Regions from separate parts of the Mus musculus genome. Here all the other regions are linked to region 1. The links are chromatin contacts, called in public HiChIP or PLAC-seq and promoter capture Hi-C maps. All regions are on one chromosome and are shown on one strand. The core of a region is the stretch at or near the end of the contact, and the rest is flanking DNA. Distances in the headings are between cores, read along the strand shown. Region 1 holds the start of Gpatch3 (G patch domain containing 3). Region 2 overlaps Wdtc1 (WD and tetratricopeptide repeats 1). Region 3 holds the start of Cd164l2 (CD164 sialomucin-like 2). Region 4 holds the start of Rps6ka1 (ribosomal protein S6 kinase polypeptide 1). Region 5 overlaps Rps6ka1 (ribosomal protein S6 kinase polypeptide 1).

Evidence for each region. Promoter capture Hi-C pulls out the DNA fragments that hold promoters and counts their contacts. HiChIP or PLAC-seq counts read pairs in DNA pulled down with a chosen protein or histone mark.
Region 2: a promoter capture Hi-C map of liver shows a contact between it and region 1, with 2.3 times the contacts expected there. The contact joins the enhancer-like site here to the promoter of Gpatch3 in region 1. A contact is called at or near these places in 5 of 39 promoter capture datasets (the 3T3-L1 cell line, the SN4741 cell line, hematopoietic stem and progenitor cells and 2 more), 1 of 484 Hi-C or Micro-C datasets (the C2C12 cell line), 2 of 115 datasets of contacts at active chromatin or transcription factors (embryonic stem cells and microglia) and 1 of 9 other capture datasets (adipose tissue).
Region 3: a contact with region 1 is called in a promoter capture Hi-C map of embryonic stem cells, with 2.6 times the contacts expected there. The contact joins the promoter of Cd164l2 here to the promoter of Gpatch3 in region 1. A contact is called at or near these places in 1 of 39 promoter capture datasets (embryonic stem cells), 1 of 115 datasets of contacts at active chromatin or transcription factors (pancreatic cancer cells) and 1 of 9 other capture datasets (pancreatic islet).
Region 4: a promoter capture Hi-C map of hematopoietic stem and progenitor cells shows a contact between it and region 1. The contact joins the promoter of Rps6ka1 here to the promoter of Gpatch3 in region 1. A contact is called at or near these places in 20 of 39 promoter capture datasets (the 3T3-L1 cell line, 3T3-L1-derived adipocytes, the C10 cell line and 14 more), 1 of 484 Hi-C or Micro-C datasets (bone marrow-derived macrophages), 35 of 115 datasets of contacts at active chromatin or transcription factors (the 230-238 cell line, the HPC-7 cell line, acute myeloid leukemia and 22 more) and 5 of 9 other capture datasets (adipose tissue, embryonic stem cells, liver and 2 more).
Region 5: an H3K27ac HiChIP or PLAC-seq map of embryonic stem cells shows a contact between it and region 1, with 12 read pairs. The contact joins the enhancer-like site here to the promoter of Gpatch3 in region 1. A contact is called at or near these places in 14 of 39 promoter capture datasets (the 3T3-L1 cell line, 3T3-L1-derived adipocytes, the C10 cell line and 10 more), 1 of 484 Hi-C or Micro-C datasets (bone marrow-derived macrophages), 23 of 115 datasets of contacts at active chromatin or transcription factors (the HPC-7 cell line, acute myeloid leukemia, astrocytes and 16 more) and 5 of 9 other capture datasets (adipose tissue, embryonic stem cells, liver and 2 more).

The regions. Positions count from the first base shown.
Region 1 is chr4:133,573,334-133,576,033 of GRCm38.p6, forward strand. It overlaps Gpatch3 (G patch domain containing 3), which reads left to right and starts at 1,412. Exons shown (of 7, transcript NM_172876.2): 1 at 1,412-1,877. The coding sequence starts at 1,427.
Region 2 is chr4:133,313,792-133,316,491 of GRCm38.p6, forward strand. Wdtc1 (WD and tetratricopeptide repeats 1) reads right to left here. Exons shown (of 16, transcript NM_199306.4): 4 at 1-15. Among named protein-coding and RNA genes, the nearest start is that of Wdtc1, 24 kb to the right of the region's middle. Within about 2 kb of position 1,365, at least 13 of the 459 cell types and tissues checked have an H3K27ac peak or open chromatin away from gene starts, as enhancers often do. A contact at or near this core is called in liver, where this site is marked.
Region 3 is chr4:133,219,487-133,222,186 of GRCm38.p6, forward strand. It overlaps Cd164l2 (CD164 sialomucin-like 2), which reads left to right and starts at 1,323. Exons shown (of 6, transcript NM_027152.1): 1 at 1,323-1,581; 2 at 1,957-2,118; 3 at 2,219-2,290; 4 at 2,683-2,700. The coding sequence starts at 1,494.
Region 4 is chr4:133,886,406-133,889,105 of GRCm38.p6, forward strand. It overlaps Rps6ka1 (ribosomal protein S6 kinase polypeptide 1), which reads right to left and starts at 1,392. Exons shown (of 22, transcript NM_009097.5): 1 at 1,165-1,392. The coding sequence starts at 1,227.
Region 5 is chr4:133,863,711-133,866,410 of GRCm38.p6, forward strand. It overlaps Rps6ka1 (ribosomal protein S6 kinase polypeptide 1), which reads right to left. Exons shown (of 22, transcript NM_009097.5): 8 at 2,652-2,689; 9 at 2,053-2,195; 10 at 1,651-1,721; 11 at 1,315-1,403; 12 at 296-360; 13 at 1-40. Among named protein-coding and RNA genes, the nearest start is that of Gm12977, 6.9 kb to the right of the region's middle. Within about 2 kb of position 1,356, at least 72 of the 459 cell types and tissues checked have an H3K27ac peak or open chromatin away from gene starts, as enhancers often do. A contact at or near this core is called in astrocytes, embryonic stem cells and stem cell-derived neural progenitor cells, where this site is marked.

The sequences.
Region 1 (2,700 bases), core at 162-2,661:
TTTAAAAATGGATCCAGGGCTGGTGAGATGGCTCAGTGGGTAAGAGCACCCGACTGCTCTTCCGAAGGTCCAAAGTTCAAATCCCAGCAACCACATGGTGGCTCACAACCACCCGTAATGAGATCTGATGCCCTCTTCTGGAGTGTCTGAAGACAGCTACAGTGTACTTACATATAGTAAATAAATAAATCTTTATAAAAAAAAAATGGATCCAGAGGCTCCAACGCCCTCCTCTGGCCTTCCTGAACACTGCACACAATCACAAGAGCTATACTGTTTGTTTGTGAGGGACTCAACGCCTTGTACGGAGGTCGTCCGAAGCTGGCAATATGGTTTTCGCCTATGATCTCTGGGAATAGTTTTCGATGTCTATGCATGTATTTGTACATTTAAAAAAAAATCTTTTTGAGGGCTGGAGAGATGGCTCAGCGGTTAAGAGTACCAACTGCTCTTCTGAAGGTCGGGAGTTCAAATCCCAACAACTGCTTTGCAACCATCCGTAATGAGATCTGATGCCCTCTTCTGGTGTGTCTGAAGACAGCTACAGTGTACTTACATATAATAAATAAATAAATCTAAAACAAACAAACAAAAAAACCAAACCAAACCAAAAAAAATTTTTTTTTCCCTCGAGACTTCTCTGTGTAGCCCTGGCTGTCCTGGAACTCACTCTGTAGACCAGGCTGGCCTCGAACTCAGAAATCCGCCTGCCTCTGTCTCCTGAGTGCTGGGATTAAAGGCGTGAGCCACCACCGCCCGGTTTGTTACAGATAATTTTATGTGCATGAGAATTTTGCCTGCATGTATGTATGTGCAACACGTATGTGCCTCTAGAGGTCAGAAGAGGGTGTCCAATCTCATGAAACGAGTTACGTATGGGAGAGTTCCCTCGTACGTGGGTGCTGGGAATCCAATCCAAGTATTCTGTAAGAGCAGCGAAAGCTCTTAATTGCCGGGGCATCTCTTCATCTCCCCCGTCCCGCGCCCTGAGAAAGGCTCTCTCGACATAGCCCCGTCTCAGTCACTATGTTGACCAGGCTGGTCTTGAACTCACGCACACCTGCTTGCCTCTAACTCTCAAGTGCCGGGTTTAAAGGCGTGAGGCACCACGCCCGGCTGGGTTGGTACTGTAGAGTCCAGTTTTGCATCAGACCTCCGCCACCTCCCGCTCAGCATCCCGGTGCTCTACACTGGTTCCTCCTTAGAGCCTCTCACACGCTGGACCAGCTATCACTGAGCTACAGCCCAGCCCATCGCACGAGTTTTCCATCTTCTGTGGAGCTGGAAACACAGATTCGGCCCAAGAGCAATTAAAACGAAACTTCAAGTACCAAACGGTCACCGATGCCACATTGACCAAACTCCAGCATCCGAGACGTGGTGCTCTCGCGAGAGTGGACGCCAAGCAATCATGTGACAGGCCAAGATGGCGTCGCCCAGGGAGCTGGACGAAGAGTCGCCGGTTTACCTGGTGGTGAGCGGGATCCCTGCCGTGTTACGCTCGGCTCAGTTACGGAGCTACTTTAGCCAGTTCCGGGAACAGCGCGGCGGAGGCTTCCTGTGCTTCCACTACCGGCACCGGCCCGAGAGGGGCCCTCCGCAGGCGAGTCCCGAGGCGGCCCGGGCTGGCCCGGACCCCGCCGCTGAGGATCCGGTTCTCGCCCAGGCTCCGGCCTCCGATGCCCGCGCTGTCCGCGCCCGGGGCTCTGCGGCAGCCCAGACCCGCACCTGCTGCTGCGTCGTCTCGGTGAGGGGAGCGGCGCAAGCCCAGCGGCTGCTTCGCATGTACTCCGGTCGCCGGTGGCTGGACTCTCAGGGGACCTGGCTTCCCGGTCGCTGTCTCATCCGCAGGCTTAGGCTTCCCACCGAGGTTTCAGGTAAGGGGGAGAGAATGGACCGGACGCACGGCCCTTGGAAAAGAGGCGCATTGCCTGGGTGGTTAAGATAGGTTATCACTGTTTAGAGCTTAAGTTAGTTCTGGACAAAGCTACAAGTTTTCAGCCCAATCTGCATGTTTTTACTCAAGGACTTACAAGGCAAAACAGACAAAACAACTGAGATCTGTATAGATAAGTTTCAAATGTATCCCCTCTTAAGGACCATTTCCCTAAGGGTGGTGATTTTTGTACTGACATGATTTCTTAAAAAGGATATTTGGAGCCCGGTGCGCTAAGGCACGCCTTTGATCCCAGCTCTCAGGCGGCAGAGGCAGGAGGATCTCTGAGCGAGCGAATTCCAGGACAGCCAGTGCTACACAGAGGAACCATATCTTGAAATGCACAAAGGAAACTTGGTTTCTTCTAATCTAACCTAGCGACTGGAAGACAGGCTCTGCAGAGGAAAGAGCTGGGGGCAGCAGAGAGGGGCTGGGCACAAGTGTGTCCATTGGGGAAAAGGAAGCCAGGTGTTTTAAAATGCCAGATGGAGAGGTTTAAATAAATTATTTTGAAACAGTTCATCCTAAAGAGTCATTAGCAATAGTGGTGGTATATATGCCTTTAGTTCTAGTGCCTGGGAAGTAGAGGCAGATGGATCTCTGTAGTTCTAGCCTGGCTTGGTCTACAAAGTGAGTTCCAGGACAGCCAAGACTATCTAGCTCTGACCCTGTCTCAAAAGTTAAAAAAATAACATACAAAACAAAAATGAAAAACTGGTATCAGCTCAAAGTTAAACAGTTTCATAGAAAGAGGTGTGTGTGTG
Region 2 (2,700 bases), core at 115-2,614, 260 kb before region 1:
ACAGCCTGAGTGTCCCTGGGGGAGGAAACAGAGGGTTAAGAAATGCACAGTTCCCTGGGAAGCTCAATGCCAAGAGCTTAGGGTTAGGCAAGCAAACCACCCTACCTTCAGCATCTGCCAGGGACCTGTGGGGGGCAGAACGAAAATGCTCCCCTTTACAGCATATAAAGTGCTTTCCCACGCACTGTCAGTGGACACTCAACACGAGTTAGTAAGGCGGGTTTCTTCTATCCCACCTTGCAGGAAATTCATACATAGAAACTATAAAAGCTGAAAACTGTCTGTCCCTATCCCTGGAAGGCACAGGCACATCTCCTTCAAGGGACAAGTTTAGGGCCAGCATGCATGCAGCATCTTGAGGCTCCATTCCTGTATTCCTCTACCCTCACTCCCTACAAAAGGTGAATCCTAGAGATTAATGTAAAAAGATAATCTTGAGTTACCTTGAGGGGTTTACTTCAGAATCAGAAGAAGTGGGGCTGGAGAGATGGATTAGTGGGAGATAGCAGAGGACGCAGGTTCAATTCCCAGCACCCACATGGTTGGCTCACAAATGCCTGGAACTCCAGTTCCAGGGCATCTGTTGCCCTCTTCGAATCTTTGTGGGTACCAGCACATGAGGGCAAAATGCTCATTTGTATACATGAAATAAAACAAATCTTAAGAAACAGAGCCAGGCATGGTGGCACACACCTTTAACCTCAGCACGTGGGAGGCAGAGGCAGGTGGATTTCTGAGTCGGAGGCCAGCCTGGTCAACAGAGTGAGTTCCAGGACAGCCAGGGCTACACAGAGAAACTCTGTCTCAAAAAAAAAAAAAAAAAGAAAGAAAGAAAGAAAGGAAGGAAGAAAGAAAGGAAGGAAGGAAGGAAGGAAGGGAAGGAGGGAGGGAGGGAGGGAAAAACGAGGCAGTCAACAGTACATAATAAACTTGAACTTACAAAGAGCAGAAGGTATGAGGAGTGGACCCTAGGGTTTCTCGGCAAAGGAGATGACATGACTAGACCAGGCAGGCTTCTCTCTGTCTCTTCACTCTGCCCCTGCCTAAGGGCAGCAAGATTATCACTGACTGAACTACCAACTTCCTGCCTAAAATCAAACCAAGTGTCTTGGAAGCACAAATTCATTTTTCTTGCCACAGTAAGAGGTTTTGAGGTTTAGTTAGACCTAAACCAAACAGTACAGGGGAAACAGTAAAGCTTATTTGGCCATAGCAATCAGCTGAGAGATGAACCTTGACCTGGAATCAGATGCCAAGAGGGAAACAGGCACGTGAGTCCCATTCTCAGGAGCTCTGGATACACAGGTGCTTCCATGACGGCCAGGCATGTGGACGGATGGACGGCTGCCAGGCATGCAGATGGACGGACTGTTCCAAGTTGTTGCAATTCTGCCACCTCGAGGGCAAGCAGCCTGGGCGTGGAGTCAGCACCCAGAGGCAGGCCTATCCCATAGTTGTGGAAGATGGAGCCAGACTGACTATAGCAGCAGACCCTGACGCTGACCTTCTCCTGCCCCTCAGTCCATTTCTGTTTAGGAATTCAAACTGGGCAGCCCGTTATCTGTGGTATATAGCATCCAAACCAGCAATTGCAATCCATTCTTCAGGTATCCGAGAGCAGGACCTTCCTCCAAGGCGTCTTGCCTCTCCTGTGCTCGTGGGTGGGGGCAGGGCTGCTTTCCTGTTGGCTGTTATGCTATCCTACAGCTCCGCAGCTCTGTGACTTTTCCTCCACCAGATAGGCCTGAGAAAGCAGGCTTTGCGGATTACACTGCATCTCCGAAGCCAGCTACAGTGTCTAGCAGGTATCTGCTGCTTAACTGACTAGATGCATCTGTCCAGTGGGACTAGTGAGGAGAACTGAGAGGTAGAGACACACCTAATTCCCAGCTGAGACACCTCAGTTGTACATTCAAGGCTGCCAGTGCCCCTGCAGACCTAAGGCCTCTTGCCTTCTCAGACACTTGGTTGCAACCCCACACCTTTATCTGAGTCAAAATCATTTCTATCCTTGTGCCTGAAGCCACAGCTTCATCATGGAGCACCAATGGCCTTGAGTGACTGCTGCTTATAGTGAGGGCAAAGCTGAATACTGGTATAGGCAGAATAATGGTCTCTTATTGATGTCCTGCCATAATTCTGAAACCTGCAAACATCTAATATCTGAAGTGACAAAAAGAACTTTGCAGATATGATTAGGGTTAGGACCGTGCGATGGCCTGAGATCCTGGACTATCCAGGTAGGCTCAGTGCAGTTACATAAACACTTAAATTGATAGCTGGGTGTGCTGGCTACAGAGGAGCAGACACAGGTGTGAAAGGACCGGACCAGCCGCTGCTGGCTATGCAGCAGAAGGAAGGGCCAGGAGCCAAGTTTAAGAAACTGGGAATAGCAAGAAAAGAAATTCTACTCTACCCTACAGCCTCCTGGAGGGACAGAGCTGCCAACACCTTCTTTTAGCCTGGTGAGATTTGTGTTAGACAGTTCTGATTTACAGACCTGTAATGTAAGCCAGCTGTGGTGAAACAGCTCTATCTTAGCACTTGAGAGGCCGAGACAGGTTGATCTCAGAGAGAATTTGAGGCCAGCCAGAGCTACACAGCAAGACACCACCTCAAAACACTAAAAAACTAAAAACAAAGATGAAACAGGAGCTGACAGGAGGTGAAGAGAGAGTGCAGGGCTCCCAGATTCCAGGG
Region 3 (2,700 bases), core at 73-2,572, 350 kb before region 1:
TGTCCCCAAAATTCACAGAGATCTGACTATCTCTGTCTCTGGAGTGCTGGGATTAAAGGAATGTGTCACTCTGCCAGGTTAACACCTTTCCCCCACCTCCCCGGTTTTAAGGCAAGGGTTCTTTAGCCTAGGTTGGCTCTAACTCTCTCTGTAGCAAAGATCAACCTTGAACTTCTAAGTCTTCTGTTTCTACCACCCAAGCGCTGGGACTGCACAAGCTACCAGGCTGGTTAGTGCTAGGGATGAAGCCTGGGCTAGGCACTCCAGCCAAGCATCCTACCAAATGAACCACATCCCTCGCCTTACTCAATGGCTTTTAAGTGGGACCTGACAGCAGAAGAATAGCCAAGATGATTGCAGGAGAGGGCAGACTAAGGCTCAGGGCTAAGAGGGCCACACCTGATTAAGAAGTTGGCAGAGGAAAGGGAGATATCTGAAAAGGGACTGAGAATCGGCTGTGCCAGGACAGGAGAGTGACCAGGAGGCAGATCCCCCAAAGGCTCAGTGATCTAGTAATGGCACCACTTAGGACCCAGGGATGTGATGAGCTGGAAGGCAGGACAGGGTATGGTGTCCCCACAGCTGGGAATAGCCAGCCACAGGTGTAGCCAGAATGGAGTTCCAAATTTACCACTGTGGGTTCAGACTGCTCACTCGCCTCACCTGTGAGACAGGGTTAAAAACATCTCTCATCTTGGAGAGATGGCTCAGAGGTTAGAGCACTGGCTGCTCTCCCAGAGCTCCTGAGTTCAATTCCCAGCACTCACATGGTGGCTCACAACCATCTGTAATGGGATCTGATGCCCTCTTCTGGTGTGTCTCAAGGCAGCTACAGTGTACTCATATACATAAAATGAACAAATAAATCCTAACCAAAAAAAAAAAAAAAAAAAAAAAAAGTCTTTAGGGTTTAAAGTGGGCTCTCAACCTCCTTAACGCTGGGACCCTTTAATGCATCTTGTGGTGACCTCCCAACCATAAAATTATTTTGTAATTTTGCTACTGTCGTGAATCATAATGTAAATAATGTTTTTGAAATAGAGGCTCACCTAAGGGGGGTCCCGGCCCATAGGTCGAGTTAGGTGATGGCATAGGCCTTTAATCTCAGCTCTGCTCTACAATAATGAGTTCCGGGACAGCCAGAGCTACACAAGTGATTCCCTAAAAACTCACCAAAACATAGTAGCTATGTTGACAAGGCCTGTTCTCACAGAGATCCTCCCGCCTTGAAGCTGCCCCTCAGGGACCAGGTGACATGAGTCTTAAACCCATCCCTTTTGTTCAGGCCCCGCCTTAAATCGCACAGCAGAGCGGGGCTCTACCTGGACCCTCCCAGAGGTCTCGGCCTCTAGCCACGCCCACAAGGCAACCACGCTCCAGCCTGGCCACGCCCCCGCTGCCCAGGTTTGGCTCTGGCTAGCCGGGCGAGTGTAGTCAAGAAAGGACGCGCCACACCAGCTGTCCGCCGACCCCCAGTCCCGGCCCCCGCGCTCATGGCCGCACCCGGACCCCGCGCCTTGCGTGCTGCTCTCTGCGGCGGTTGTTGTTGCCTTCTCCTGTGTGCCCAGCTGGTTCTAGCTGGTAATGCTGAGCAGGATCTGACCAGGGGCCCAGGCAGGTGAAGGTGTAGCTCACTTTAGCTTCTTCTTCCAGCACAGTAGGCTTGTGAGAGGGAACGTTTTCGACCTCTGCAGGACTCCAGGGGTGTGTTGAGACCTTAGTGCCTATTTAGAGGTTCCAAGTGTGGGGGACTAGGAGACTTAGCTGAGTGTGGAGGAGGAACTTCAGGAGTGTGTATGGAAAGAGGTTGGGGGAGGGCAGCTCGGTGAGTTTAAGCAGGGCTGGGGGGAGCTCCAGACCTGTGCGGAGGTGTGAGTCGCTGTAGTGGGAGATGTATTGCAGCTTGGCACCTGGCTTTCTGCCGCTTTCTGCCCATTTGCACCCCCCGACACCCAGGTAAAGGAGCTCGTGGCTTTGGTCGGGGAGCCCTGCTCCGCCTGAACGTTTGGCCTACTACCCAAGGGGGCTGCAAACACCTGGGACACTGTGAACACTGTGTGGACAGAGCCCACAACTTCTCCATTTGTGTCTGGCAGCAATGTGGGCCAGAGGAGCCAGGTATGTAGTTGAGCCCTCCTTGGGAACATCCTCTTGTCTATATGGCACCACCACTCTCAACTTTCTCTCCAAACCTCTTCTCTGTTTCTTCTCCCACCAGGACACTGTGTGGCCCAAGCTGAAGTGGTCAAGGAGGGTTGCTCAATCTATAACCACTCAGAGTCATGCCCAGGTAAGCTAAGGGAGGAGAGTGAGGTGTCCCCAGCCACAATCTCTCAGGAAGTAGACTGCACCCACGAACTGTTGGCTTCTCGGCCAGGAACCGTTCGATGTATATGCCCTGGCTGGTATCTTAGCCTATAATTTGGTCCAGCATGCCCAGGAGCTTGTGGGAGCTAGCACCCTCTGCTGAGGAGGTCTTTGGAGTGGCGGGGTCTTCCTGAAGCAAGTGACATTAGAGACCAGTCTTGTAGATAGAGCACAGCTAGGGGCGGAGACGGGCTGACCAGCCTTAAATGGGGCAGGGGTGTGATCGGAAGTGGGTCCAGCTACTGGCCCAGGCTCGGGATTGGGTTTCCTGATAGCAAGGAGAGGGGGTTTATTGTGGATGCCCTGTCTCCTCAGCTTCCCATCATCATTCCA
Region 4 (2,700 bases), core at 142-2,641, 310 kb after region 1:
TGCGCCTTCAGGTTGGTTACCTAATCCAGCCGCGCCCACCCTCCAATAGCCAGTGTAGCCCATCCCTTTAAAGGGGCAGCATGCCCTGAGTGCCTGGAGACTTGGGGATCTCACTGTGGATCCTCTCTCTGCCCGTGGTCCTGAGAGACAGGGCTCACAGTGACTGACCTGAGGTACCAAGCATAGGTAAAGGGGTTCAAGCCAGGAGAAAAAGCATCTAGGTTCTGGGATCAAGTGAGGTCTCCTGTACCCCAGCCTCCTGTACCCCAAAACAGCTCCAGTGAAGGAAGGCAGAGTTTCACCTGCCTCCTTCGCAGCAGGAGAGCAGGGAAAGTTTTAAAGTTGCTGGTTCAAAACTTGACCTTGATCCCAGGGTGACAGGACAGCACAGAAGTGGCCTCCTGCATGCTCAGGGTTGGACCACAAAGCCCTCAAAAAAGACAGGAGTTGCTTCTGGGAAAGGCTAGGTGGCAGAAGCCATACTGCCCAAGGGCTCAGCCTTTTTCTACAGGAAAGGAAGGAGGGAGAGAGGAAGACGGAGGCAGAGTCTCTTCTACAGAGACAGTCTTCACAAGATCTAAGGACTTTCCCCACTCTTCAGCATAATCTGAAGTAGGAAGACCCGGTGTCATTAGCTTTAGGGCAAAGGAAAGCAGGCTCCAACTCCAGAGGTGGTATCGTCCCACGTTCCATAACTGCCTGGGATTCAGCAGGGCTACCTTCCTAAGGTCAGAAGTGGAGGAACGAAGAGAGGTCTTGGGGAGAGGTTAAGGTGAGAAACCGGATTCCCATGATCCTTGTCTCTAGTAGAAGCCTAGACATCTGACCCAAGCCTTTCTCCCTTCTGCACTGATTGGGGCAACTCCCACAGCTACTAAAAGATGATAAGCGGGATGGGTCCTAGGTGTCAGATCTCAACACACCGTGGAGATTCCTCTCCTGGCTACTGCAGGGAGGTACTGAGAGCCCAGCAGAACCATCCCCTACACACGCACACCCGGAGCACAAGGGGGTGGAGCCGGACAGTGAGCTAGAGACCGGAGGGCACTCACGTCCCCGCGGGGCTGCAGAGACGCCGCGGGCCGCCCCCGCCCCGCCCCGGTGCGGATCCGGGCTGGCCGGCCGCCGCCGCCTGTCCCCCCAACCCCCGCCCCTCTCACTCACCTCCGGGTCCAGCGGCACCAGCTCCATGAGCGGCCAGGGCTCCTTGAGCTGGGCGAGCGGCATCGCGCCGCTGCCGGACCGCCCGCGCTCCTCCCGGCGGCCCCGGGCAGCGCTGCCTCTGGGCCACGGGGTCCCTGCTGCTACACCGAGACCCCCGCACGCCCCTGAGCCCCTCGCGCTCTGGATGGGCCGTCCGCCGCCGCCGCGGCACTCGCACTTCGGCTCGCTCCGTCACCCGGCGCCGCCGCGCCCATTGGCTACCTGCGCGGGGGCGGGGCCTGAGTAGCCCCGCCCAGTCCCCCCACGGCGCGGCATTCCCGGCGCGGACCCCCGCCCCCAACGCGCCGGGAGTCAGCCTTGCCTTCACGAGAGACCCCAGCCCACTGTCGGCCCTGCCCACCGGAGGCTCCGCGGGTTCCGTTTTCCCGGGCTTTGTGCCGCTTTGCAGACCTCGCTGGGGCCTCCGTTGTCCTGTCCTAGCAGCCTTTGGGATGTTAACCCAGATGTGCCTTCTCCCTCCAGGGGGAGGGGCTGCCACCCCACATTTACATGGGACGTCCTGGGCCTGATCCCGACTGAGGCGTGGAAGGAGCCTGGGCCTTGTGCCCTCTGGCTCTCAGCTCTCCAAGCCCTTAGGATCGCCCCCTTCCGAAAGCTTGTGCACATCACGGGAGCCCACACTTTGGGGTCTCCATGTGATCCCCGGGTCCCAAGCCAGCCAGCGCCAGGACCCACAGCGCCCCCAGGGTGATTTCCTAATACGCATTTTTTTTTCTCCTTCCTAGTCTGTTGTGCCCTATCACTTGAGGGCGCTGGTTTCAGGCCAGGTCCGCGCCTCTTCCGTGGCAGACCAGATTGTGGTCTGACTTGAGCAGGAGTCCCTGGAAAGAAGGCAAAATCCAGTTCTGGTGGGATCAGGATTCTCTCCAGTAAGATTTGGCCTGCTCTTAAGGAGATTTTAGGCCCCAGGTGTCGTGAGACTTACTCTCAGGTGAAAGACAAGCTGGCTCGTTTATTAAAAGCCTCCAGCGAAGACAGGCGTCATTGATAGGGAATTTATTTTTTGTTACGTTTCCTTGCTTGGTTATGGCCATGGAACCCAGGCTTTGCCGGCCAGGTCGTGTTGAGTATCTCCGACCTCCACCTTCAGGCAGCTTGTGATTTTTTTTTTGAGACTCCACCCCATCCTAGTAGACACCCTAAGCTATTTATCCGAAGTCACACAGCAGGTCAGGAGCACACTGGTGTTTAAAAGAGTGTGGGGTGGGTCCGTGGATGGACTCAATGGGTAAAAGAGCTTGCCTTCCCTGAGTCTGATCCCCAGGCCCCATGTGGTGGAAGAGAACCAACTCATAAGCAGTCCTTTGACCTCCACAAATGTGCACAGGGACAACCTTCCCCGATAAAGACATTTTAATGCAGTACATTTTTAAGTGGAGAGAAGTCACTCACGCCTCTAATCCTAGCAGTAGGGAGGCAGAGGCAGGAGGATCTCTGTTCAGGGCTAGCTTGGGCTACTTAGCCAATTCTAGGCCA
Region 5 (2,700 bases), core at 106-2,605, 290 kb after region 1:
CCGGCTTGAAAGGGGGCTTGATCTCACGCCGGTAGAGCTTCTGTAAGGTGGGGTATATGCTCTGGTCACCATGGTGACCCCACAGCCTGCTAGCAGCCCCGACAGGAAGAGTAGAAGCTATGCTGCTCAGTGGATAACAGCAAGGGAGAGCAGCCTTCAAGGGCGTGAAGTCACCCCTCCAAGGGCATGTTAAGGGCTGCTCACCTTCTACCTCCCACAGCTGAGGCCACGGTTGGCAGGGGCCCCTCCCCCACCCTTCCTGCGTCCATCACAGGGCACAGGCACGGGCACTCACATTCCAGTCAATGGTGGAGTAGAAGATATGTCTCTTAATTTCCTCTGCCCCATCAGGGCCCGAGCCTGAAAGAAGCCAAATGAAGCCAACCTCAGACACCCATTCTGTCTTCCAGGCTCTGGACCAGCTGCTACCGTGGAGGGCAGCAGGGGTTCACCATGTCCTGCGTCAGTACCCACTACCCTGAAGCCTGGAGCCCGCTCAGTATTTCCTATGTTACGGAGCTTCTGCTGGTGTACTGAGGAAGGAGGGGCCAGGCAGGACGGGAAGCCTGTCCAAGCATTAATCCTGACAGAAGCTGGACTGACTTCTTTTGAGATCTAACAAGGGCCTTCATCCACTCCCGCCACAGGCCCCCCTCCTCTCTGCCCTTCTTTTCCTACTGCCTCTCGTCTTTATCCCTGAGACAAACGCTCATTCGATTCAACCCAGGGACCTGGACTGGACCTTAGCTGGTTGTGATCCAGATAAAGCCAGCATCCAAAAACCTCGGCAAATACTGTATACTTCACTGAACAACAGGAATGTCCTTCTCTCATCAAAGATCCCCGGGAGCCAGGGCAGAATCAGTGTCTCCACTGACACAGGAACCTGGGGCTCGGAAAGGTGGGGTCCCCTGCCATAGCGCAGGCTCATAAACCGTATTCAATCCCTCAGCAAATGTTTACAGTACTGCTGGGTGCCGGGCAGCGGGGACAGACACAGCTAGGCCTGAGACCTTTCTCGCTCCTAAGCTCCTGCGCCTTCCCTTGAGCCAGCAACCTTGGCAGAGAAGCTGTGTGGGGGCCTGTGTCCTTGTCCCTGAGGGGGTATGAATGACTCAGTTCCTGCCTTCCCCCCACACAGGTCACCCTCCCAGCACCATACATGGAACCAGAAAATAGGGTGGCCAGCAGCATTGTCTGCTCACACAAAGGACAACAGCTCCTTTCAGTCCTAGATGTGGCCCCGTGGCCTAGGCTGCAGCTGTACCCTGATCCTCACCGCCATGTCCCCTCCTCTGAGCTGGGGTTGCTTACCAAGCCGATTGGCAGGATTCCTCTTGAACAGGGCCCGCAGGAGGCTCTGGGCTTCCGTGCTCAGAAACTGGGGCATGCCTAGCTTCGCCCTGGAACAGCCACAGGTCTCATCAGGGCTGAGCCCCACCCAGGAGTCCCAGAGCCCCTTCCCTTTCTCTTTTCCAGCTCAGTCCAGAGAAGCCAGCCACTAACTCACCTCCCAGAGACATTAAGAACACTTCCCACTGGCCCTGGCAGACAGCAAGGGTCTGCAGACAGGGAAAAAGCAATTCACTGGCCCTGCAACTGGGGTGGGATTAGGGAGAACTTGGAGGGCCAGGCAGTGTTGGTGCTTACTTCAAAATCAAGGTCATGGTCTCCTTCCGGTCCTTCCCCTGGAAGGGCAGGGAGCCCGTCAGCATCTCAAACTTCGGGGGGAAAAGGAAACATATAGGTGTGGCCTTGTTCTCTGTCTCCCACACATCCCTCCCCCTCCTTCCCGGGCTACCCTGCTGCAGTCCGGGGATTCTTGCTGGCCTGTTAAGACTTTACAGTCTAAGTCTAGCTGCAGCAAGGCCTGTGCCTGCCTCTGCCCCCCTCCCAACCTAGAACCCAGGAGCAGCACTAAAGCCAGAGGAAGGAAGCAGAGGAGAGTTCCCAAGTTAGGTGAGGGGTGGTACTTCAGGCAGGTGGACTAAAGCCCGCGGCTCTTCGAGGGAAACAAAGTACAACAGTGTGCAGCAGAGCCCGGACACTCACCATCAGCACCCCATAGGACCACCAGTCTGCACTGTGGGTGTGACCCTGGCGGTTGACAACCTCGGGCGCCATGTACTCCACTGTCCCGCAGAAGGAGTAAGCCTTCTTCTCATGGTCTATGGCCTCCTTGCTCAGGCCAAAGTCTGCAGCATGGAGGGCAGAGAAGTCACTTCTAGGATCCCTGCCACGCCCACGGCTACCACACTTAGCTCCTCTGACCGGAGCCAGGTATCACCAAGGTTGTCAGTGAGAGCTCAGTCTGCTCTGAGACCTAGGGAGCCTCGAGAGATGGCTCAGCAGTTAAGAATATTGGCTGTTCTTCCAGACAACCCAGGTTCCATTCCCAGCTCCCACACGATGGTTAACAACCAGGTGCAGGCAACTCTAGCCTCTTTGGGCAACACATGCATGAGGTACAGATACAAATATAGGCAAAACTCCCATACACACACAAAAAATAACTAAGTAACAAGGCCTAGGTTTTTGGCATGTATGTAACTGGCATCGTCTCCCAGGAAACACAGCCATCAGCTGAGACCTATCAGACAGAGCCTGGTTATCCTCCCCAGAGCCCAAAGGAGCAGGTGCCCTTCACTCACCAGTGAGTTTGATGTGGCCCTCCTCATCCAAAAGGATACTGTAACAGAG